4 separate regions of the Mus musculus genome follow, and all the other regions are linked to region 1. A link is a contact called in public promoter capture Hi-C data. All regions are on one chromosome and are shown on one strand. The core of a region is the stretch at or near the end of the contact, and the rest is flanking DNA. Distances in the headings are between cores, read along the strand shown. Region 1 holds the start of S1pr3 (sphingosine-1-phosphate receptor 3). Region 2 has its middle 24 kb from the start of Gm52049. Region 3 holds the start of Shc3 (src homology 2 domain-containing transforming protein C3). Region 4 overlaps Gm46414 (a long non-coding RNA gene).

Region 1 (5,957 bases), core at 1,493-3,992:
GGCTGACCTCAAGGATGACTACAGGACAGAGTAGGAGTGTGGTGATGAGGACAAGGCACTTTAGTCACTTGGCGTTGGCCGATGGCTGTCACGGAATGAACTCCCCTGTGAAGGCTGTGGCAGTGAGTCAAAGGATCACCGTGCTCCCCAATAGGGTCGTGTGGCACACAGGGCCATGCTCCATTCCACAAGCCCAGGGCCAGCTTCGAATACAAGGCCATCTCTCCCCAGATCTGAGTGGTGCGTACCGGCAGAGAGGAAGTGGCTTGAGGTTGTCTGTCAAGTTGCAGAGTGACCACAAGACCCAAGCCCCCAGTATTGTCTCAAGCGAGTTCCTTTCTCCCATGCTGCCTATCTACAATAAGTTCAGCCTTTTCTCTGGAACCATGATACCAAATGTCAGAGTGCTTCAGAAATACAACCCAATAGGACATAAACATGTATGAACATGCATGTAGCACAAACACACTCTCCGGGAGGGAATGACTCACACGTGGGGGGGGGCAATAAACCAAACCCTACGGAGTTAATGCCCCAGTCAAGTCTAAAGCCATATGCACTGCTGTGGGTAAGCCAAAGACAACCAGCAGGGAGGACTCTCTAACTACCGGGATTGGCCCTCGGTCTTCTGAACTGTCTATTCATGCCCACAGGGATCGGACAAAGCCTCCGCACGCTGGCCAGCCATATACTGCAGCAGACAGATGTTTATCTCACCCAAACATTCTCACAAGCATGCTGAGAATGGTGTTCAGGAAGTATGTAAGTCCCCCAAGGCTCAGGCCAGGGGAGGAAGCATAATCAGGCACCTGCTGACCTCTCCACGGAAAACCAACCGCTTCTTAGTTTCTAGCCGGAACTGTGTGATTGGTCAGCTCGCTAGCTCACACACTTTTACTTTCTGACACACCTGTCTGATTCTGTCCTTTCTGGGGATGGTTGCAGAACATGGATCCCCTCGTTCTGCTGTTCCTGCTGAGGTTATGAGTTGGTTTTTCTCTCATCAGCCAGCAACACCCAAGGGAAGATGCATTTGGAGAAATCTGCCTGTAGCGGGCTCTATGGACCTAGAGACCCACTGAGAGCTGAGTATCTGAGCTTTAAAGCCCAGATACAGAACAGCAGGAGGGGTAAGGTCACTAGCATGGTCCACAGAAGAAAGGTCTCCATCACAGCAGACAGGGGAGGGGCCTCCATCACAGCAGTGAGAGCTAGAGCCTCCATCAGAACAGACATCACAACAAGGAACAAGACAGGGAGAAGGAGGCCTGGACTGGGAAGATGGCTGCTTCTGGTTAGGAAACTTGGAGGGAAAAGAAACCTCATTGAAAGACAGGTTTCAGGGATACCACAGGGATGCTGTGGGTGGAATCACTCTTAGGAAAGACTGTCATTAGCAGTAAGAGCCCTGGTACCTCTCAGGCTGTGGGAGTCTGGTGTCTGAGGCTGGAGGAGCTGTCATAGAGAGACTCAGGGTCACCCTCTTCTATCCAGAGGACCATTTACCCGGGGAATGGAGAGACAGATGCTGTATAAAACACACCTCCAGCAGCCGGGGCAGTGATGGTGACACAGTGAGAAACAGCTAGAGCACCAGGCCTTTTTGTGGGGTTAGACATAGCGACCAAGAAACTGTTGTTACCCTGGCCTCAGGAAGTGGCTGCAGAAACAGCTACAGAAGCATCTTCAACTGTGGCCACCTCTGCTTTCTTTAACTGGATGCTGTAGGAGTCAAGTATACAGAGACACGCCCATTCTCACTGCACTTGGGGAGAGAACTAGCTTTCCCCAGCTGTGTCCAAGACACTAGGCAAATTTGGGAGGCTAGGCAGTAGGACCAGAGCTCAGGAGAATCGCGCTGCTACTGAGCAGCCAAGGCAGCTGGAGCTCTGCAGCCTGGCTCCTGTGACCCGGAGGGCTTGTGCGTCTCACCAGACAACAGAGAAGGCCAAGACCGGCCAAGAGCTGCCTTTACATGCCAGATGAATCCCAAGAAAGCGGTAAATTCATCTTCTGTAGGCAAGAAAGCCCCAGAGAAAAGGTAGCAGGGACCTGGAACCCTGCCTGCTCGGGAATTTAGCTGCGGTCTGCTTCCTCTCCCCTCTCCTTCCCCAAGCTGGTCTGGAGATCTTTTGCATTTCCTTTGTAACTGACAATTGTGCCTGCGGTTCCCCCCAAAGATTCTCATTTCTCCCCACATGGCCGGTGAGGCTTGCCCAGAGCGCAGGAGTAGACTGGGTACAGTTAACTAAGGTAGACAAGACACAGGAGTCAGGACCTGAAATGCACAAGAGGCTGGGGTCCCTGCCTTCAGCTCCGAAAGGGATGGGGGCAGGGGCAGGAGTCCAAAGGGGCAGGGGGCTTAGCTTACCAGCTCAAGCTGGTAGTCGGTTGATTTCAGGTTAAAGATAGTATAGTTAACACTGGTCACCTCAAGGTGAGTAACAGTATTAATAAGAATCCGCTCAAATCCTTCTGGACACTTAGGTAGATATCTACCCAAGCCCAGTTCTGCACCCGGTTAGGTATCTGCAGCTGCTGGGTTCTGGAGCACTTAAAATTAGCAGGATAGACGCAGAACCTTGGAGTCAGAGTATAGGTTTGGGGGTGGGGGTAGATGATCGGCAGAGGAATAGGGGCAGAGGGATACAGAGGGTTGAAGAGCCCCAGCCCGAGTCCCAGAGTCCAGACAGCGCGGATGCAGAGAAGTAATCCAGAGACTGGGCGGGGACGTAGCCCGAGGCGGGGACGTGGCTGGGAACCAGGGCGTATCTGGGGACCAGCCCGCGAAGCTCTGAAGCTTGGGTTAGGGGCGGCAGGAGGCGGGGTGAGTTTGGGCCCCGCCCCGGAGGGCAGTGGCAAAAGTTTGCCTTCGGATTCTCTGGGGCAGAGTCTGGGAGAACAAGTTCAGGGGCAGGCGACAAGGTCCGGGTGCTGAGCAAGGTGGCTGGACAAGCCTAGCGGGAGAGAAACCTGAGGCCACGAGCGACCTCCGGAGGAGCCCCTAGACGGGAGTCTTAGCTGAGACACGGCAGCATGCAACCAGCCCAGATGCGCCTTGCAGAACGAGGTGAGCGGCGGGACCGGATCCCGGGGTTGCACAGACCAGAGTCGCGGGTTGAGCGCCTGGGGGTTCACCCGAACCCCCTTTTTGGATAAAATTTCAACCAAGTCGGGGCACCAGAGTGACTTGGGCTCGCGAGTGCCTCGCTTCGGCCACCCCCTCCTGTTCATATCCCGGAGAACAGGACATAACCGCCTGTTGGAGCTGGTGGAGAGGTATAGGGTTCCTTTAAATAACAACCAGGGCTTTCTAAATGTGTTTGTAAACTCGGAGCAGAGTGAGCAGGCTGTCCAAGGGAAAGATTCTTGCTTTACTTGGCTAATTAAGAAGTTAGACAATCTTAGGAGAAGAAAACCTGGGCACTGGGAACGGCTGTGGGTTTTCCCTCTGGGAGAAAGCAAATGATTCTTTTAAGTTTTATTAGTGACAAAATTCCAGTTTTCTTAGCACTTCTCAAACTAGGCAATTAGGAGTGTCAGGCCTGGAGCTAGAAGACAAGGTGCCAGCAAAGTGATAATGAGAGAGAAGATTGGTGTGTCATATGTTCTTAACTGAAATAGAAGAAAGGGAAGGGTGACCATTAACCATGTGCCTGTACATGGTCTCTGCGTCCCTGTCTCTCCAGCCTTTAACAATCCTGACACCATGTTCCTTAGATTTGATGTAAAAGGGGGTTTCTCGTCAGCTGTTTAAAGGGAATCCTTTGCTTTAAACAAACACCTCTTCTTCTTGACACCCCCTCCTCCAAAGCCTCCAGAGTCACTCATTCTAAGGTCTGCAGCCAGAAGTCTCTGGTATTGCATATCACCACCTACAAAAATGTATCTATTCAAAGTTCCATCCTTTATAGACGAAAACCAAGCAGACAGGGAGGGCCAAGAGAATATAATTCCTAGAAAGTGGAGCAAGGGGTTGCATACCTCAGGTAAAGGCCTGGCAAGTTGTGGCTGTGGTCAGGGCTGTTTGGTTGAGGTGGTGGTGGTGGTGGTGGTGGTGGTGGTGGTGGTGGTGGTGGTGGTGGTGGTGGTGGTGGTGTGTGTGCCTGTGCGCAGGCGCTCTGTTTGGGTAGCTGTGGAGGAATCTAGATCTGTAAGCTTCTTAAGGGGGTGCAGAGCTCAGTGCTTGGGGGAGTATTGTGTGGCCATATACCTTCACATCAGATCTTTCCATCAGCAGACTGGCAGATGCTCTCATCTGGTCAGTGTCAGTCTGCCCACATACATCAGAGCTTGCCCTTAGGAAGCCCCCACTGGCATTTGGGGAGATTGACGTCATAACCACTTAGCATTTCCCCGAAGCCATTTGCTCTTTACACACACACACACACACACACACACAGCTACACACATACAAACACACACACACACACATGCATGCACATGCACATGCACATACACACACACACACACCATACCGAGACCCTCCTGGTTCTCTACCATATTTGGATGAAGGAACTCCCATTTCCTGCAAAGCTTTACGTACTGACTGACCTGATACCCTGCTTCCCATGAGTCAGGGACTGGTCCCTTTTCTAGAAAGCATGATCCTTTGTTACACAGATTTCTTCCTCAGTGCCTACAGTTTGTGGGTATATATCTCTATTACAAGAGTAATAAACATTTTGAGTGTGGCATAATTTTGAAAACGCCGGGGTCCCCTTGTGGTAGCTGAATCCCTCCTTTTCCATCAAAGTCTGAAGGCCACTCTTGAGCAAGCTGTTTGTGTGAGCTGGGAAGTGGTGTTGGGGTTCCTTGAATCCTGTCGTCACGTCTACCCTCACGATTCCATGTTGATCAATTTTGGATCTGTTTCTTCCGCACAAGTGCTTGGAAGAGGTGATCAGCAGGCTGACTGTGACCCTCGGGTCTTAATCCTTCTATTCCCCCCCATCTTTTAGAGTTATCTAAACATTCCACCCGAGCTCCCAGGCTGGTATTGGGATGCCAGTAGCTACAAGCAATTAGGCTGTAAAGAAACCAAGAGGCTCTTAGCACCTCCTAGTTAAGGGACCTATGACAAGAGGCCAACTCATAAAAACCTCATCCCTGAAGGATGGACTGGGCAGATCCTTCACACCCAGCCTACCCAGGCTCTGCCACTAAGAACCTCAGCTTCCCCCTGTGTGCATTCAGAAGTCACACACTATCGTGGGGCTAGATGTGACATGAAGTGACCAGGATGGACTTCCCCAGCAAGACACCTCATGCTTGCACATATCATTAACTTCCTGATGGAAGTGATTTCCACAAATCCACATTCTTTTTCTGGAAAGCTTGGCAGTAAGTTGGTCCCCTGTCATTGCCGGGAACAGGGAGAATTTGAGAAGCCTGACCAGCAGGCAAAGGGGAAGACAAATATAAAACAAAATTAGATCTTGCATCCACGATTCGATGCCTTTCTACAGACAAGTCTGACGTGCAAGATGTTCACAGGGCACCCAGTGTTCTTGGGATATAACCTCCATATCTGGGGTTTCTTGGACCACATCCAGATTTGTATATCGTCTTGTTTGCTAATGAGAAGGACATGTTCGGCAGACAGCAGGACATGGAAAGCCCCACCAGGCAGAGGCACTCGTGTCCATGCCTGAAGGAAGGAAAGGAGGAGAAACGGGGAGCCTTCCCCGGCTTTCATCTGCAACCTTCGTCTCACAGGGTGCTCCACTGATGACCCTAGCTCAGCATGCCCAGTGTGGGGGGCTGTGTGAGTGAAGCCTTCCTTCTGCCCTGAACAGTCTCTGGAGGCAGAGTGAGGTCTAGACAGAAAAGCTGAGTGAGAGGACTCAGGAGCAAAGGAACTCTCCAGGAGTGGGAGCCATGGACTGGCCCTCTGGTTATATCATTTCTTGGTTCTTTTAAATGAAAAAAAAAAAAAAACCCCAAAAAAAAAAAAA
Region 2 (5,957 bases), core at 2,592-5,091, 210 kb after region 1:
CCTGGCTGTCCTGGAACTCACTCTGTACACCAGGCTGGCCTCGAACTCAGAAATTCGCCTGCCTCTGCTTCTCAAGTGCTGGGATTAAAGGCGTGTGCACACATGCATGCAGCTCCTGAGGAGGCCAGAGAGGACATGAGGTCCCCCTGGGAATGGAATTACAGGTGGTTGTGAGCCACTGGGTAGGTGTCAGATATTCTGCAAGATCCGCCAGTGCTCTTAACTGCTGAGCCTTCTCACCCAAAGAAAGATTTTGTTATTAAAACAAAACAAAACAAAACAAACAAACAAACAAAAAACCTCACTGCCCAATGGCCTCTATCCCTAAAAGCCATTGCTCTGAGATGTAATAGCTAGCTCTACCACCCAGCACCGTCGTAGTTCCCAAACTGGGCACAGGGAGTACGTATCCATGATTTTCTTCCCCTTTAATTAATTATATATTTACATTAAATACCTTTCATGGCTGAGATTTATTCTAGATGAGGTTTTATTTTAGAAGAACAAGTCGTTCCCTATTCCAGACACAAGGACTGAGCTTAGGTCAATATGGAGCAGGAGAGAAGATATTCTAGCTTGTTCTTAGGGATGTCTCTCAGAGTGTCCCTGCCCCTGTGGAGGCTTGTGGTGGTGCCCTGGAGTTCCTGATCCAGAAGATCTGGGAGTACCGAGAACCTCGTGAAGTCACTGCTGCTGATGCTGCTCCAGGGAGCAGGGTGTTTCTGGAGCCTGTGCCCTGAGCCATTCTCCTCCACGGACATCTGCTCTGCCATCTTTGTTTGCTCTACCGTTTCATTGTGTTGGGTCACATGGGTTCGATGCTACCCTGGGCTAAACTTCTATTTTTCCAAGGATGTGTGTTTCTGAGGTTTACTTAAACATAATTGGCAAAAATTGTATATGCTTAGACTGTGCAATGCCATGTTTTGATGGGTGTGCGTGTACATTCTGAAATAATTGCCTGTCATCGCATCCATTGCTTCCCGTGGTTGCTGTCTCTTTGTCTGTGGTAAGAACATCTAAGATAGCCTCCCTCAGTCATGTTCAAATGCACAGTCCAGCGGGCACCAGCTACAGACAGACATCTGGACATTAGGTATCCAGGATGCACTCATCTTGCATAGCTGGAACTGAACCGCCTTCAGTCCCAGCCTCATCCCTCCTCCCCCGAGCTCCCATTCTACTCTCTGCTCTCTTGAGCCAATATATTTTGATGGCTATATAACCAAGGTCCTGTATCTTTTCTGTGTCTGGCTCATTTAGCTTAGCACCATGCTCACCACACTTAGCCATGGCTTCATACATGGAATGGTTTCTCCATTTTCAAGGCTGAGTAATATTTCACGAGATATTTTCTCATGCAGTCGTCGATTGACACATACATTGACTCACATGTCTAGACAGGAATAACTCTATGAGTGAACACAGGTTGAAGGGATCAGATCCCCAAATTTATTTTCTTGGAGCTTTCTGGGTCACATAGCAATTCCTTTTTTAACTTTGTAAGGATTCTTCCCAGTTTTATATAATGGTATAATGGTGCGGAAAAGTTGGTTTCTTCACCAACATTTGGTATCTGCCATGTCCCCCATCAGGCTTAGTTCCTCTGTGGCCTCAAAAAGAAAGAAGTCTCATTAGACACATTTTCTGCATGTATTAGGATAACCACCAATGATATTTACTCTCTGTGGTGTCATATGTAAAGCCAAGTTATTTATTCCAGAAGTTTCCTTTTTCTTAATATAGGCAGACGTCACTGGTAATTCCCCTCTCTGAAGTTGCATCCTTTAAGATGTGGTTTCATTTTTGCTCACCTCATACCGTTTTTTCTTTCCTTCCCGGGATCTTCTACCCTTAGGATGCTCAAGAGTCTGTGGCCCACCCTTGAGAGGCTCCCTCTTGTTGGTGATCTCGTTTCTATTTTGACCAGAAAAGATATATGATAAGTACTCAAGCTTCTCTTCTGTTCTTATTTTTGTTGAAACAGTGTCTCACTCTGTAGCCCAGGATGACCTAGAATGCACCGTGTAGCCCAGGCTGACCTTAAACTTCTAGCAACCCTCCTGCATCACCCTCCCATGTGTTGGGACTACGGGTTACCAGCATTCAATCTTCTTAAACTTGCTACCAAAATCAATTTTTTGGCGTATGATCTGTCCTATGGTTTGCATCTGAGAAGCATACACATCCTGCTGCTGTTGGGCGAAATCTCTGTGTGTCAGGTCTGTGGGTCTGAGTGTTACAGTGTTATTCAAGTTCTTGTTGAGTTTTGTTTTGTTTTGTTTTGTTTTGTTTTGTTTTGTTTTGTTTTTCGAGACAGGGTTTCTCTGTGTAGCCCTGGCTGTCCTGGAACTCACTCTGTAGACCAGGCTGGCCTCGAACTCAGAAATCCGCCTGCCTCTGCCTCCCAAGTGCTGGGATTAAAGGTGTGCGCCACCACGCCCGGCTTTTTTTTTTTTTTTTTTTTTCCTCAATGATGTATCTATTTTGAAAGTGAGATGTTAAAGACTACTACTGTGAGCCATTGCTGTCTGTACGCTCCTTCAATTCTGCTGATATACTTGCTTTATACACTTCTGTACTGTTACGGTGAGTGCATCTGCCTGTATTCTTGTTTGCTCCACACATTGGCCATGGTCAAATGACCACTGTGCCTTATGGCAGATTTTTACTTAAAGCCTACTTTGCATAAGTATAGCCATTCCTGCTTCTGCTTGCAGGAAAGTCTTCCCCATCCAGCTTCTATGTCCTCAGAGCTGATGTGTGTGTGTGTGTGTGTGTGTGTGTGTGTGTATGTGTGTGTCATTGATTTCACAGTATTCCACTCTTCCCCTTATAGGACTTCTGCAGAGAAATCTGCTGATAGCCTTGTGAGGGTCCTGATGCAGGTGGCAGGAATCTTTTCTCTTGGTAATTTCTAAATTCTGTCTGACTTTTAATAAATTGACCACTATATATCTTAGTGTAATCTTATTTTAAAAGCTTTGAATTCACGAGCTTTGGTGTCCACATCTTTCTCAATAGTTGGGGATTTATCATTTGGAAGCTATTATTTCTTCAAGCAAGTTTTCTTCTGATCGATCTTTCTCTTTTCCTTGTGGAACTCCCAGAATGTCCATGCCGGCCCACACTGGGAAGTCTCAGAAATCTATAAGCTCCCTTCACTTGTTTTTATTCTGAATTTTCTTTTCTCTGACTAAAGGGAAAACTTCAAGTGGCCCTTTTCAAGATTACAGAATCGTTTTCCTGCTTAGTCAAGCCTGCTGTTGTACCTCTATCATGCTTCTAAGCTTACTCCATGCATTCCTCAGTTCCAAAACTTCTAGGATTTTTGGTTTTCTTTTTTGTTTTTAGGTTTCCACCTCTGCAGAACTTCTCATTCCATCCATGGAGAGTGGTCTCACAATGACCTCTGTGTGTTCCCTTACAGCTCACTGACATTTCTGATTTTCCGTGTTCTTGAAGCCTTGTGTTGCTACCGACACATCTGGAAAAGCAGGCGTGTCCAGTCATTACTGAATGGCTTTGAAAGAGACAGGCATCCACTACTCACCCGAGCTAGGGATTCTGGGAGTCCCTCTGGTCTTTTCTGTGACTTTATCCCTTTGGCTCACAGTTGGGAAATGCCTTGGAAATATAAACCTCATCTGAATCTCGTAAAGCTAAGCCAAGCTCTGAGTTGTTCCCTTTCCCTGGGACGGTGCCCTGAGTGTTCAAGGTTAGTAGCCTGCTCCCAGCTCGGCAAAGTCCAGCTGGTCGCCTGCATGTGCTTGGGGCAACAAACAAAGGCTTATGCACACTGTGTTGGACAACTCTTCGCTCACTTCCGTGATGCAATGACTAACAAAAGCAATGGAAGGAGGAGTTTATTCTGCTCACCGGCTGGTCCATCATACTGTGGAGATCCTAGAGGGGGTGCAAGACAGCTGGTCGCAGGGCAGCCACAGTCAGGAAACAGATGAACGCCAGTGCCCTCCTCACTCTCTCTTTTTTAAGTCTAGAATCCTAGCCCACGAGATGATGTCACACTCACTTGGGGTGGGTCTTCTTACCTCAACTAGCCCAATCTAGATAAGACACACCCAGAGGCTAACTTAACAAAGTCCCTCATAAGCACGCCCAGGAGGTAATCTATGTGACCCTATATGCCACCAAGTTGACTATCAGCGTTAGTTTATGGGAGACCACTAGCTATTGGGATGTATACAGAATTCCCCGAGACCCATCTAGACTTCTAGCAGGAGCAACTGCAGTGGTGGAGGGATGTGACTGACCTCTCAGAGCTTCCAAGGTATCTGGATGACCAATCATTCTTTGTTGGATTCGAGACCCTGTCATTATGAACCCCGCCCCTTCTCCCCCACCCCACCCCCTTTCCTGCCTAGCCCCAGGCTATTTACTCAGGAAGAGGCAAAGGGTTTGAGTAGACCAAAACAGAACCACGCCTGTTGGGCTCCCACGTGACCAGGAAACCAGGCATTCGTTGTGTTCTTGTTTTCCCTCCTTAGAGAAGTCACCGCAGGAGGATGCTCTTGTCACTGAGTTCTGCAGATGGGGACCGGCCTATGAGACAGTGAACCTGCCTCATCTACTCTCCTTGACAGGCTTGTTCCTCCCAACCCTCACCCCCTTCCTCTAATGAGGTATTGAAGCCTCTCTGCTGAGCTCCCCGGGCCTCCCACAAAGGCATCCGTATGCATGGGCGGTTGCCAAACTCAGTGTGCCTGTGGGATGCTGAGGGCTGCAGTCTCCTGCTGTGCCTATGTTGGCAGTGTCTCTCCGTGTGTTGGTTTGTGAGTCACGAGATGAATGGCTACTTTTTATTGGTGTCTTAATATTCTTCTTTGGTTCTTATTGCTTTAAGAACATAATGCATACACACATGCATAATTTACAGGATCCAGTTGTTAAGACATCAGACAGGTAGATTTTTCTTAGTGGGGAGTGGAGGTCAGTGCCTGCAAGCCCAGCACTTTGGCCACTAAGGCAGGAGGATCATGAGTTCAAGACCAACCTGGGCCACACTAACAGTTACGAGCTAGGTTGGGTTAGAATGAGACTGCATCTCAAACACAATAAAGCAAAAACACCCACAAAAAAAAAAAAAAACAAAAACAAAAAAACAAAAAAAAAAACCAAAACAAAAAAACAATTCCCTTTCTGTTTACCCAGGAAACTAAAGACTTTATACTTATCCTAAAATAACACACACACACCACACCACACCACACACACACACACACACACACACACACACACACACACACACATCTAAGTGAACAGACATTCTGTTAGCTGAAGCTCTATGGATTACAGTCTTACTGAGCCACTGAAATTCTGGAACACATCCAATTATAATGTGCCAACAAGCCAAAACTATTGTAAACTTTGTTAGATATTGATATTAAATGTGCATAATTCAGTGTTTGAAGAGCCCTTTTTCCTAGGAAGAACACACAATTTCCTGGTATCTTAAATACATAGTATTGTGACAAACGTACCTTCTTATTTTTCTGTTTTTCTGCCTGTTGGCTATGGTTGAGTGGTTTGTTGGTTGGTTGGTTTGTTTTGGATCTTTGGGCTTTATGGTTTGGGGGAGTCTTTTGGGGTTGTTTTGTTTATTTTGCCACCTTAAAAGCTGTTAGACAAGCCAATATGCAGGATAACCTGCCATGTCTTCTGCTTCCTGTCCTGCAGAATCTGGTTATTTTCTGCCACCCTAGCGTCCTTTAGCCAGTGATACTGGAGCTGGCTCCGCCCCATAGGAATCTTGTGAGCCTATGGCTATACACTTGGTAGGCTGGAATCTGACGCAGAGAAGGAATACTAACACTGGGGGTTAGTCCATGTTTCAGAAGAAGGAGGGAAGGGAGAGGGGAGAGAGAAGGGGGGGAGAGGAAGGAGGAGGGAGGGAAAGCGGGGTCATCCTAGTTCTAAAAGTGGGCTGCTGGTAAACA
Region 3 (5,957 bases), core at 1,763-4,262, 160 kb after region 1:
TCTTTTATAGGAAGCAAGGCAGTGTCTCCTGCCCTGCCCTCTAGAAGCTGGTTGCTCTTGCTCTGGGGGGTAACTATGGCCCACCCCGCCGCCAGGGGAGGACACAGAAGTTGTGACATCGCTCATCGGGGAGAAGGCTGGCTGCCAGGCTTGACAAGTGTACCTCAAGTAGGCCAGACCATGATCTCAGGGATGGATTTCTAGGGAGAGAGGGACATCTGATGAAGCCAGGTGACCAAAGCATGCTTCAACAACGGTGCCTTGGGGAAAGCAGGCTCCATGCGAGGTGACCAGACAGTTCACCCTTTCCCCCCCACACAGAGCATTTCTAATTCTCTCCTTGCCCTGTCGAGCAAGAGAATGGCTAAGGAGGGCTTATTTCCTCACATCCAACTGTCGTCTGTGTTCCCTGGGGCTTGTCCCTGAACCCTGGGGCTTCAGAGAATGACATCTGTCCCCAGCCCTGACTTCCTCCTCCCCACCGCACCCTGTCTCCGAGACCCCCACCCAGCAGTGTGCTCGGGTTACCCACCTTGACCACATAGGTGACTCCCGGCCCCAGCACCTGATCGCTGGTGTGCGGCGCGCCCCGAGGGGGCCTGGGCAGTGGCTCGTCGCCGGCCCGGCTCTTCCTGGTGGCACTCATGCTGGCGGCCGGGGCGCGGGACCCGGGGGTCGCGCTGCCGCCGTCCGGGGCCGCCAGGCTGGGCGCGCTGCAGCTGCCCGAGAGCCGCGCTCCTGCCCGCTCCCGGGCGGCCGACGACAGGCCACGCAGGCCGGAGCTGGAGAGTTTCAAGTGGGACACCTTGTGGAGCAGGTGGCCCAGGCTGCCGGGCCCATCGTCCGGCGCCTTGCGCAGCGCCTCGCCCGACACCAGGTAGGGGCTCGCCGCGGGCTCCGCCGAGACCTTGCCGCCGCTGCCGCTCACCGACAGGCTGTGGAGAAGGTCATCGACCGATGTCACCGAGTCATTCCTGAAGCGGTTGTACTTGGTGCGTGGAAGCATGCCCCTCCGTGGGCTCGCCGCATCCACCCGGGCGCTGCTGCTGCCGGCCCTGGCGCGGACTGCCGCGCATAGCACACGAGCCGCGGTCCCCCGAGCGGGACGAGGAGCCCGAGTCCCAGGACAGCCTTTCCGGAGAGGGACAGCCGAGGCCGACGACCGAGCCCTTTTCACCGTTACAAGGCAGCAGAGCAGCAGCCACGCAGCGCGGGCCCTGGAGACCGAGGGTTGGGGTGGAACGCTTGCCTTGCAAAAGTCATAGTTGCGGCTGATGGAGCGAGCGGCCAGCTGCACGGGGCTGCTCCCAGCAAAAGCGTGACTCACTCTGAGGAGACCCTTCTCAACAAAGGCTCGGTGAGCTCCGCAAATCACTTCCTGTAGCAAAAAGAGAGAGAAGAAAACGACATCCACCCGCTGACAGCAACTACAGCCAATCAGTTCTCAAATTTCCTTTTTCTACCTTCGCAGATATTTCCTTCCAGTCTTTGCCTTTTCACCTACCCCCTCCCCATCCCGCATCTGTGCCAAAGGTAAATCCAGTCCCGTCAAATGATCTCTTGAACTTTCCGCAACCCATTATTCCGTGCAATGGCTTGCTCTTCCCTTGCTCAGCTCATGTGGATGAAGCCCAGAAGTGTCTGACAGGGATGCGTTCAAATGTGACGAAGGCTTTTAAAGAAGTCTTCAAGGCGAATCCTGATGAATCCTGATTTTGGAAAGTAGCAAGAATTTTAAGTAGGAAAAAAAAAAAGAGGGGGGACCCTTCACCAGCAGATGAATATTTAAGAAAGAAAGAAAAAAACCTGTCAGTTTCCTGTGGTTTGCTTTTCTTGTTCAGATCAGCAGAGCAGCCATGTATCTGTGGCGGTGCAATTCCTGTACCAATTCACGAAAAAAAAAAAAAATCAGCACAGAAATTTCTTCTCAGTACAGCTCAGAGGGGGTCTTCCCTAATAATTTACAGCAGTCAGCAGCCGTACTCAGCTAGGGTTCAGTTGAAAAATCTACTTCAAAAAAAAACCTGCATCTCTGCTGAGCGGCAACAGGCTCCAGAAATCCATGCCAAAAAAAGAGAGAGAGAGAGAAAGAGGGCCGCGTTTTGAGTTTTATTCCAAGTGAATGTGTTTCAGCCCTGGAAGCATGCCTTAGTAGCATTACCAATCCGTTTCAATGTCCCTTCAGTTGCTGCTTGCAGCCCTGCAGTCAGGCAGGAAAAAAAATGCGGCTGCTCTAACTGTCCATCAAATCCACAGCAAGAATGGCCTCTTCCTTGCGAGTCGGGCCCAGGCTTGCAGTGACACGCACAGGCCTTCTTCCTGACGCTTGGGAGAATAGGACATCGACAGCCTCCCCGAGGGTCTGACCAAGATTCTGAGACCCACTGAGCCCTTCCTCGGTGGCCTCTACCAGGTGGCCTCATGTGTTAAGACAGATAACCTGCACCACCGAGAAGTCAATCGCTGTCAAAGTTTCCTGGTAACTTCTGTGCAAGCGAATGCATTTGCCTTCTAGCACACTAGCAGGTCACCCTGAGTCTTCTCACGCCCAGGGCTGATCTCGGGAGGCAGTGCGGTTCCCAGGCTTTCTGGGAGCCCCAGGAAGGGAGTTTAGGGAGAGCCACCCGTGGCGGCCGTGCAAGTGAGGCCGGTTCCAGAGGACGAAAAAGCGCAGAGCCGCCAGGCCCGCCCTGGCGCAGCAAACACGTCCCCACCGCTCTCCAACCGCGCGGCAGCCCTAGCTGAACAGCCACCCCGCACTCTCTTTTCTCCCTTCCTCTAGCTCGCATAGCAACAGCAGATGCGCACCCCACGGACGATTTCGATGGTGATTGGAGTCCCCCTCCAATCTGAAGCAAGTCAGCCCCACCATTCCCAAACCGTGGTCTTCTTCATTAGAAGCAGACAAAAAGAAAAAAAGAAAAAGGAAAAAAAAAAAAAACAGACCGAATGTGAATGAGATGCTGTTTGTGTGAATGAAAGGGCCGGCGAGCGAGCCAGCGTTTCTGTGAATGGAGCGGGTCCTTGCAGCCGGTGCCAGGCAATCCCCTGGGCTCAGGCGGCTTCAGCCAATGAGAGGCTGAGCCGATGACTCATTCAACAAAGGCTCGCTCAATAGTGGAAGATTCCATTTCAATCAAGGGCGGGATCTTTTATCCAACAGCAGTGTGGGAAAAAAAAAGAGAAAGAAAAAAAAAAAAATAACACCACCCAGATTGATTACAAAAATTCTGGGAGGAAGAAACAAGCCGGTATAGAGAGATGGGGAAAATTAGTTTTATAAGGGTGTTGGAGACTATCGGGTCAGTTCCGGGTGAAGCAGGACCACTCTCTGGGAGGTGAGCTGTACCCAAACTTTCATTCACTGGTTCTTCTACCTCACAGAGCAGCCATGAATGTACCAGCTTTTATTATGAATGCACACAGAAGACCCAGTCAAAGGCTAGCCTCTTCCCCATGAAGTCTTTCCTAATAAAGGAATAAAGAAGACCTATGCAAGCTAAGTCTCCAGAGCAGCGGAGGGGATCCCAAAGCTACATCATTTAACCCTTTAGCCAACAAGGAGACTTTGGATTCTATTATGAGGCCAACGGAGGGAGCCGACTGAGAAAATATGAATGGCGGTGTAAATTTACATACAACAATTAGACTCGTTGGTGTTAGACGTTAATATACCAAGAATATCATATAGTACAGCTAGAGCTGCTGTTAGCTGGAAAGTGATACGAATATTTTGGTGTACAGGAAAAAAGAAAATAAATTAAAGAGCCCAAATGCGTCAGATGGAATTCCACAGCCCCTGCAGGGGAACTCTGCTCACGTGCCTGTCCCAGGAGAGCCCTTTGTTCGCCCTAGGGAGCCTGGCTGTCGCTTATTTTAGGCATGATCCCCCAAAGCCCAAGCTCTGGGCTGTCAACTCGAAACAAACTGGCACCAGTGAGAACGAGGATAGATAATTCTAGATGCCATGTTCAAAGTCTGCGCTATGCTGTGACTATCACGTGTTCACTGGATGCTTATGTTGAAGTCTAATCCTGGCCACCTTTCTTTCAAAAGGTGAAAGCTTAGTCTGTGTCATTTAGGGGAGGGGCTTCTGGGACAGGACTGGGATTAGGTCATCAGAGTAGAGGAGCAATAGCCCAGTCTGTAAAATGCTTTATCTTGCAAGCAAGAGGACCTGAATTCAATCCTCAAAAACTCAACATTTAAAAAAACAAAACCAAAAATACTAACAGACAAACAAATAAATGGGCTGACGACCCAGTGTTACACAGCCAGCCAGCCCAACCCCTCAGCAAGTTTTAAGCCAAGAAGAGACCTTATTTCAAACAAACAAGATGGGGTCAGCAAGATTGCTATCAACCTTGATGATTGGAATTTAGTCCCCAGGAGCCACACAGTGGAGATGATGTTGTCCTCTGACCCCCTACACATGTGCTCTAACATGCATCTAATGAAAAGCTATTTTTAAAGAAAACATGGCTGTCATCCAAGAAATGAGAGTGGAGGCCATACTCTGTCCTCCACATGCAGGTATGGCACACTTCCACACAAGCACACACAAGGATGCACCTGCACACATATAACCACATAGAAGTAGAGAGTCTGAACACACACACTCGTGTGTGCACACAGGCATACGTGTTCCCAGTCTCTCACCGTCTTAAGCCCTGAGCCACCTCAGACTCTGCTAGCAAGAATCCCAAGAATTTGGTCTCTCAGCTGTACCAGACTAAGGAGCAGAGGTAAATTATCTTTATTCATAACTCACTTAGTTTATTGGACTGTGTTATTAACCAGAGATATGGATGGAAATCCTATAACAATGCCAAGAAAGTGCCTTGCCTGGGCAGCTGACATTGAGAACTGCTCACCCCTGACCACCTGTAGCCAGGCATCTTCCACTGAGAGGAGTGCAAGGCAAAGTCCACATTTCCTACCTGGAGGATTCACCTGAGTCAAGTCCTGTTCATCAGAGTGGAGAGTCTAATCAGGTGAGGAAGGGAATAAGTGCATGGGAGTGGCCAGCTTAGGGTTAGGAGCCTTCTGTGTAGAGGCATCAAGTGCAGAGGTTGAAACCCGGGAATTCCAAATTGTCTAGATGAGATATAAAAAGGGTGGTCAGATATGGGGTAGGTGGTACATGCTTCTGATCCCAGCATTTGGGCAGTTGAAGCAGGACATTTGAGGGCTCTAGTGGGACAGTCTGGGTTACATGGTGAGATTTCATCTCGAAAACAAACAAAACAGCCAGAAATTGTAGGATAAGCATAAATCCCGAGCCATCTGAGGAACTGCCCTCACCAACCAGGCACACCTACTGCAAGTCCAGCTTACATCCTGTTTTGCATAAAGGAAGCCAAGGGTCACTGGGGCTACACAATGTGCAGTGACCACATCTTCTATCTTCATGGCCACACACAACCCTGCCTCAGAGAGGTAGGTGTGGTGTACAGTGTCCAGTGGGGCTTCTCCCTTCGGGCAGTGCTCATTCATCATTAACGACAATGTTGCCAGTGGACTGAGAGACAAAAAGGTTCAGACTTTCTAGAAGATAGAAGATGGGCTATATTACAAAGAGAGGCTAGGGAGATGGCCAGTCAGTGAGATGGCTGACAATACACCCAGAACCCACAGAAAAAGCCAGGCGCGGTAGTGTGTACCTGAAGTCCTCATGCTGAGAACAAAGATCCCAGAAGCTCCATAGTCAGTCCTATCCAAACAATGAGCTCTGCTTTCATGACAGATGCTGTCTCAAAAATTAAGGTGGAGCTCAGGGATTGAGAGCACTGGCTGCTTTCCCGGGGGACCACAGTTAGATTACCAGCACCCACATGGTGGCTCACAACTGTCTGGGATTCTGACTCCAGGGAAGTTGATGCCCTCTTCTGGATCCTTCCGCACTAGGGCTCACACATGCCGTCGAAACATCAGTATCCATAAAACAAAAATAAGAA
Region 4 (5,957 bases), core at 2,068-4,567, 150 kb before region 1:
ATTCACTGAGAAAGCACAGGAAGAGTAACGGTCTCTAGGAGTCCCTTCAAGAGCACAGAGGCCAGGGTGGCACTTCTGTTGCTTGTCAGCCTCCAGCTGCAGAGCTATGCTACATGTACCACGTCCAGGTCCTTACTCTGTCCCCTGAAGGGCTGTCTGCATTCTCAGAGGTCAGACACAAGGCAAAAGGTACTCTCTAGCTTCAGTTTCCAAACTCCTGTGTGTTTTAGGAAAAGGGCAGGGCAGGGCAGTACACGTGGCCCTTGTTGCTGAGGACCAGATGACACAGCCATCCCTTACAGAGATGGATGATAAGCTAGGTTGCAGGGATGTGTTCCAAGATCTGAAGGACATACGCTGTTTTAGCTACTTGATTTCGGTATCTCCCAACTAATTTTAAAAGAAAGCATTTAATTGGCAGCTTACAGTTTCAGAGGGTTAGTCCCTGATCATCATGGCGGGGATGGGGGTGGGGGTGGGGGTGTATTACAACAGGCAGTCAGGCAAGGTGCTGGGGCAGTAGCTGAGAGCTCATATGCTCCAAAAATTGCAGGCAAAGAGAGAGCAAGACTGGGTCTGATGTGGATTTTGAAATGTCAAAGGCCACCTTGAGTGACAGGGCTCCTCTAACAAGGCCACACCTCCTAATCCTTCCCAAACAGTTCCATAAACTAGGGACCAAGCATTCAAATATATGAGCCCATAGAAGCCATTCTTGTTCAAACTACCACATACCCACCTGAGATGTTGTCCACTGGCCTGGCCGGGGCATTTTGATTCAATGCCACAAGCCTGAACTAGATTGTGACAGTCTGTGTGGGTGGCATGGACATCTATCCAGTGTGCTGTGCCCTCATTTGCAAGGCTTCTCTCTTGTTGTCATGTGTGACCAGGTCTACTTTAGTGGAACATGGCCTTCAGCCAGTGTTCTCACAGTAGCTGTCCTAAGAGGGAACCCCACGGGAACCAAAACAGAAATGAAGCTTTGCTGGAGCTTGTGGCTGAGGGTTAGAGCTGGGCCTGTCACAACCCACATCACGAGTTTCTGGAACCATAGAAGAAAGCGGAGGTGGCCAGAGGAACAAGGGACTGTTAAGCTCTGAGGTGCTTCAGGCCAGGATTTGCCTGCTGTTTGGGAGTCTTTGTGACGTCTTTGTGATTTGACCGTTTTCTTGAAAGCTTGTTGTAAAGCCATCAGCCATGTTTTCTACATGTCCTCCTGTTCCATGGAGAAATCTCACTTGGTAAATGCTGTTCAGAGTGACAGGTGAGAATGCATATGCAAGACCATCAGGAAAGAATGGCAGTCCAGAGGACCCAAGTTCACTTCCCAGCCCCTATATGGTGGCTCACAACTCCTTGTACCTCCAGTTCCAGAGGGCCTAACACCCTCTTCTGGTCTCCATGAATGCTGCACTCAAGTATAAACAGGCAGACATAATTAAAACTAAAATAAACTCTTTTAAAGCTTGCCACTCAGGATCCAGTGGTTCCTGGCTATGCTCCCCCACCCCCGATGGAATCCACCCTACTCACCTTCACCCCAGCATATGGAGGAGTGGTTGGGATCTTTTCCCTGCAGCAGTGGGATGGAGTACTAGAAGTGTCTGTACTGGTAGTCTATCTGTGGAGTGAGAAGACAGAGCTCTGCAGAGCAGGACACCAGACGGGCTGGATCATACCTGGGTCGGTAGAGTGGATACTCTTCAAATGCAGCGTGGAGGCCATAGGACTCAGTAAACATTGTGTGTGTGTGTGTGTGTGGGTTTTATAGGCATGTGTGTATGTGTGTGTGTGTTTTACAGGTATGTGTGTATGTGTGTGGGTTTTATAGGCATGTGTGTATGTGTGTGTGTGTTTTACAGGTATGTGTGTATGTGTGTGTATGTATGTGTGTGTTTTATAGTGTGTTTTATAGGTGTGTGTGTATGTGTGTGTTTTATAGATGTGGTGTGTGTTATAGGTGTACATGTGTTTTATAGGTATATATATGTGTGTGTGTATTTTATAGGTGTGGTGGTGTAAGTGTGTATTTTATAGGTGTGTGTATGTTCTTGTGTGTGCACATGTGCAGCTGTGGAAGCCAGAGGTTGACATCAGGTGTTTCCTTTCACTCTTCTCCATGTTATTTTTTGAAGCAAAGTGGACCTGAAACTCCCCAGTTCTGCTAGGCTAGCTGGTCAGAGGATCGCAGAGGTCATCCTGTCTCTGCCTCTTAGTACTAGCTATGTGCCTATGTACCCAGGCTTTTCTGGAGGTGCTGAAAATTCAAACTCAGGTCCCCATGTTGATGTAGCAAACACTTTACCAACTGTGCCATCCCCCTAGCCCCTCAACAAACATTGTGTGCCAAGTTCTGTCTGAAATTGTCAAGGTACCAAGAAGACTTTCATGGGACCATGCTATTTTTGAGATCCAGGGATAAGCAGGGATCTTGTCCCGAGTCTCCCTAGACCCTGGGATGTTCTGATGGGTGCCCAAGATCTTCCTTAGAGAACACTTGATTGCCAAAGAGGGATCAGCAGACAGGAGCATGCAAAGAACACCCACGTGGGAAAGCAACTCAGCTGAGCTTCCTTACTTTAAAGATGGGAAGAGCCCTTTCCACATTCACAGAATTGGTGACACTTCAGAGTCAGAAAAGTGAGGCTGGGGTCTTATCTCCCTCCCCGTAAAACACCGCTGCAGTAGAAGGCAGCTTTGTGCGGCCATTTGCCCATCTGGGAAAGAGAATGGTTGTGGTGGAGATCTGCAATTACGACTCAGCATGAGGCCCAGTGACTAGAATAATGGAAGCTGTCAGTAAACGACAACTCTTAAGATCGTTATTAGAAAACTCTGCTCTGGGTAGAACCAGTGTGTCACCCAAGTGAGGGGCAGCAGGGCATAGCACAAGTCACTTCTCTTCTCTGCCCCCTCCCCCACCTCTCCAGTGTTCCCTTTCTTGTATTGTGCTAGGCTGACTGATAATGAAAGTTTTTACATGGATGGATTTCTTTCATAATCATAACAAATCCAATAGAAGCTGCCAGATGTTTCTGCTCGGCCAAAGAATGAAGTTAATGGATGCGTATCAGCGCTCAAAGCTAAGATTTAAAGACTGATTGCTAAGGACAAGCATCCGTTAAAGAAAAAAAAATGTATAGGTTGGCATTTCAGCATTCCCAGGCAGCACAAACTAGTGTTTGATCACATCTGGTCCCCATCAAGCCTGAAGTGTTACATAAATACACGCACAGTTTATAGGGTGAGGCGGCCATATGGAGACAGGCTAAGCTTTGTTCTGTTTAAGCTCTTGCAGATGAGGCCCAGGAGGCTGCCTGACAGCCATGGGCTTCTCAAGGGATGAAGCTCTTTGCTCTACTCAGCGCATCTGGAGCAGAGATTCCATTGCCTACCTCTCCATACCAGCAGTCCTTACTCATATCCACACTGGGCGGAGGTCAGTTTATAAGTTAGGGACCTGTGAGTTCCACCCACCTCTCTACATCCATCCATTTCCTAGCCAAGCATCCATCTGCTGAGGTTTGAATGAGTCATGTCCCCCGTAGACTTGGGGATTTGAACACTTGGTCCCCAGCTGATGGTGCTGTTTGGAGAGGTGGTGAACCTTGCTGGAGGAAGCACATTACAGGAGAAGGCTTTGAGGTGACACAGCCTCCTCCTAGTTCCCATTTGCTAGGTCTGCTTTGTACTCGTGTTTGAAGATGTAAACTTGCGGCTTCTGGCTCCTCCTGCCTTTCTTGCTGCCCGTGCTGTCGTGCTACACGGCCTCAATGGATTTTTACCCTTCTGGAACCTCAGGCCAAGATAAACTCCTTCCATAACTTGCTTTTTGGTCATTATTGTCTTCTCACTACAGCAGAGTAGTCAGCAGTGCGTCAGCCACCCTTCTGTCTGTCTGTCCTTTATATCTCCGTTTGTCTCGCGCTAATATCGATTAATTTATATCCCCATCTCTTTATCCAGCCCTTTATAAACCCCTCCTTTAATCTTTTGTACGTACACACATCCTCCCATTCACCCAACAATGTCGCTGAGTACCCATCTCCTTTTGTCCATTTGCTCAGTGAGTATATCTCCTAATGTGTGCAAAGCCCTGCTCCAGGCACATAGAATCTGGTAGCAATCAAGTCGCCTAGTGTCCCTTGTGCATTTCTGGAGGGAGAGATGAACATTAAGCACAGCGATTCAATGGGAGGGTGCTAAGTGTTCCAAGGGTATGCTATAGGAGAATCCTCCTGACCAAAGGTCCAGAAAAGGCTCTCAGAGTGCTCAAGGTGGGCAGGGGGCCCTTCAGGCCCTGGCCCTGCTGTAGATGCTGCTCCTGGTGGCTTCATGGTTGGTGATTCCTGATGACACAGTTTCCAAAGCCAGGCGATCCCTCCTCCAAGCCAAAGCATTCCGAGTTTCTCAGTAGCAGGTCTAACATAAGGAACGAAGCCGAGAAAGATGTATCCCTTTAACCATAGTGAAGGATGAGAAGGAGAACCGGCTTTTAAAATTCTTCCTGCCCAAGGCATGGTGACATGAGATGTCACAGGCGGGTCCCACCCTGTGTCCAGAGCTGACCACACCATTGTATGTGGTTTGCTTTGCAGAAGGAACAAGCCACTGTGAGCCATCTCTCTTCTTAAGCCCAGCACACTTATTTGCAATGGGCATCTCATCTCTCCATGCCCTTGTGTGGTCAACCTGACCCAGATAAGAAACAAGAAGCAGAAAACACCTTATTCTGGCCCCTGGGGGAAAGAGTCATTTTACAAAAAGCCCCCTCCATCTAGGGCCATCTATTTTCTGAGGAGCCTAACTGTTGGCAGGCAGGCTGGGGGACTGTAAGGCTGGGTCTTAGCAGTGATTACACATTAGAAGTAATTACACTGGTCTTGTTTTTGTTGTCCATAGCCATGCCTAGATCTCAGGCACGGGGACTCTGGTTTTGCCCTAGGGTATAATTTGTTTGTAGGGACATCATTTTTATGCCACTCCCAAGCTGGCTACCTGTGCTGTGGCCATTCATTTCCTGTGGTATAGGGTAGCAGTTATACAACCCAGAGGGCTTTGTTCTCTGTGACCTATACTTTGGGAAGCAGGAGAGGCCCTCTGTTTCTGAAAGCAACTCGCAAGATAATTACACCAGGCTCCTCCAAGGATCGTCTGCTTGGGGAGAGCTGCTGCCAGCCTAGGCGATGTAGCTCAGTCTTCAGGGCAGGGTGCTTGCCTGGCGCGCATAAAACTTCAGCACTGCATAACCCCAATGTAGAGGCACACCATCTGAGTTATCCCGGCACTCAGGAGGCAGAGGCAGGGGAACCAGGCATTTCCGGTTATCCTTAGCTACATAGACAGGTAATGAGTCTGACTAGGCACCCTGCTTTTTTTTTTTTTTTTTGTTGTTGTTATAAAATAAGCTCATGTGTACTTCTGAGGGCTAGTCAGTCACGAACAGGAGAGTTACGAAGGACAAAGGCCCTTCCACTCCACAGTGGAGCTTTGTCGTGGGAAAATAAGCACCAGGTTCCACAATCTGGGACTGAGGCAACCACTAATAGGTTTCTGGAGCAATTCCCCCGTACACGTGTGCTTTCCTCTATAAAAACATGAACGTATTGTTAGATTACTTAAAGCAGCTGTGGAGAGACGGAAGGTGGGAAGAAAGAGAGTCTTGGGCGAACCATATTTATCCACAATAAGAGAGCATTATTGTCAGTCATGTGTGCAGATCGCCAAAATCCTTACCGAAGAAAGTCATGTGGCCCCCTGTGGGGGCAGACATGGCTTATGCAGTCCACAAGGGAAGCTGGGAAGTGTAGTTTTTCAGTGGGAAACTATCACCCTTAACTCTGAGCGGACATAATTCATGCAGGGCAGGAGTGTTTATAGCTGTTTTCTGCTGAGGAGGGTCTGTGTCAGTGGGGTTAGTTGAGGAGGGGGTCCTCTGGTCCTCTAGTGGGGAG

The links. Promoter capture Hi-C pulls out the DNA fragments that hold promoters and counts their contacts.
Region 2: a promoter capture Hi-C map of embryonic stem cells shows a contact between it and region 1, with 11 read pairs. The contact joins the enhancer-like site here to the promoter of S1pr3 in region 1. A contact is called at or near these places in 7 of 39 promoter capture datasets (cranial neural crest, embryonic stem cells, hippocampal neurons and 2 more), 6 of 484 Hi-C or Micro-C datasets (the N1E-115 cell line, cerebral cortex, embryonic stem cells and 2 more), 4 of 115 datasets of contacts at active chromatin or transcription factors (embryonic stem cells, forebrain and neural progenitor cells) and 1 of 9 other capture datasets (embryonic stem cells).
Region 3: a contact with region 1 is called in a promoter capture Hi-C map of embryonic stem cells, with 7 read pairs. The contact joins the promoter of Shc3 here to the promoter of S1pr3 in region 1. A contact is called at or near these places in 1 of 39 promoter capture datasets (embryonic stem cells), 1 of 484 Hi-C or Micro-C datasets (ventral hippocampal neurons) and 2 of 115 datasets of contacts at active chromatin or transcription factors (embryonic forebrain and forebrain).
Region 4: a promoter capture Hi-C map of second pharyngeal arch cranial neural crest shows a contact between it and region 1. The contact joins the enhancer-like site here to the promoter of S1pr3 in region 1. A contact is called at or near these places in 15 of 39 promoter capture datasets (the 3T3-L1 cell line, 3T3-L1-derived adipocytes, the C10 cell line and 9 more), 2 of 15 datasets of contacts at CTCF or cohesin (large pre-B cells and pro-B cells), 9 of 484 Hi-C or Micro-C datasets (the 3T3-L1 cell line, the MNK3 cell line, cerebral cortex and 6 more), 16 of 115 datasets of contacts at active chromatin or transcription factors (DN3 thymocytes, the NIH/3T3 cell line, SST interneurons and 10 more) and 3 of 9 other capture datasets (adipose tissue, embryonic stem cells and liver).

The regions. Positions count from the first base shown.
Region 1 is chr13:51,405,876-51,411,832 of GRCm38.p6, forward strand. It overlaps S1pr3 (sphingosine-1-phosphate receptor 3), which reads left to right and starts at 2,743. Exons shown (of 2, transcript NM_010101.4): 1 at 2,743-3,070. The region is part of intron 1 of Gm32834 (a long non-coding RNA gene); the gene reads right to left.
Region 2 is chr13:51,612,165-51,618,121 of GRCm38.p6, forward strand. No RefSeq gene overlaps it. Among named protein-coding and RNA genes, the nearest start is that of Gm52049, 24 kb to the right of the region's middle. Within about 2 kb of position 3,842, at least 60 of the 459 cell types and tissues checked have an H3K27ac peak or open chromatin away from gene starts, as enhancers often do. A contact at or near this core is called in cerebral cortex, embryonic stem cells, forebrain and 4 more, where this site is marked.
Region 3 is chr13:51,566,439-51,572,395 of GRCm38.p6, forward strand. Shc3 (src homology 2 domain-containing transforming protein C3) reads right to left here and starts at 3,013. Exons shown (of 12, transcript NM_009167.5): 1 at 533-3,013. The coding sequence starts at 1,006.
Region 4 is chr13:51,256,059-51,262,015 of GRCm38.p6, forward strand. The region is part of intron 2 of Gm46414 (a long non-coding RNA gene); the gene reads left to right. Among named protein-coding and RNA genes, the nearest start is that of Gm46414, 50 kb to the left of the region's middle. Within about 2 kb of position 3,318, at least 46 of the 459 cell types and tissues checked have an H3K27ac peak or open chromatin away from gene starts, as enhancers often do. A contact at or near this core is called in the MNK3 cell line, the NIH/3T3 cell line, SST interneurons and 4 more, where this site is marked.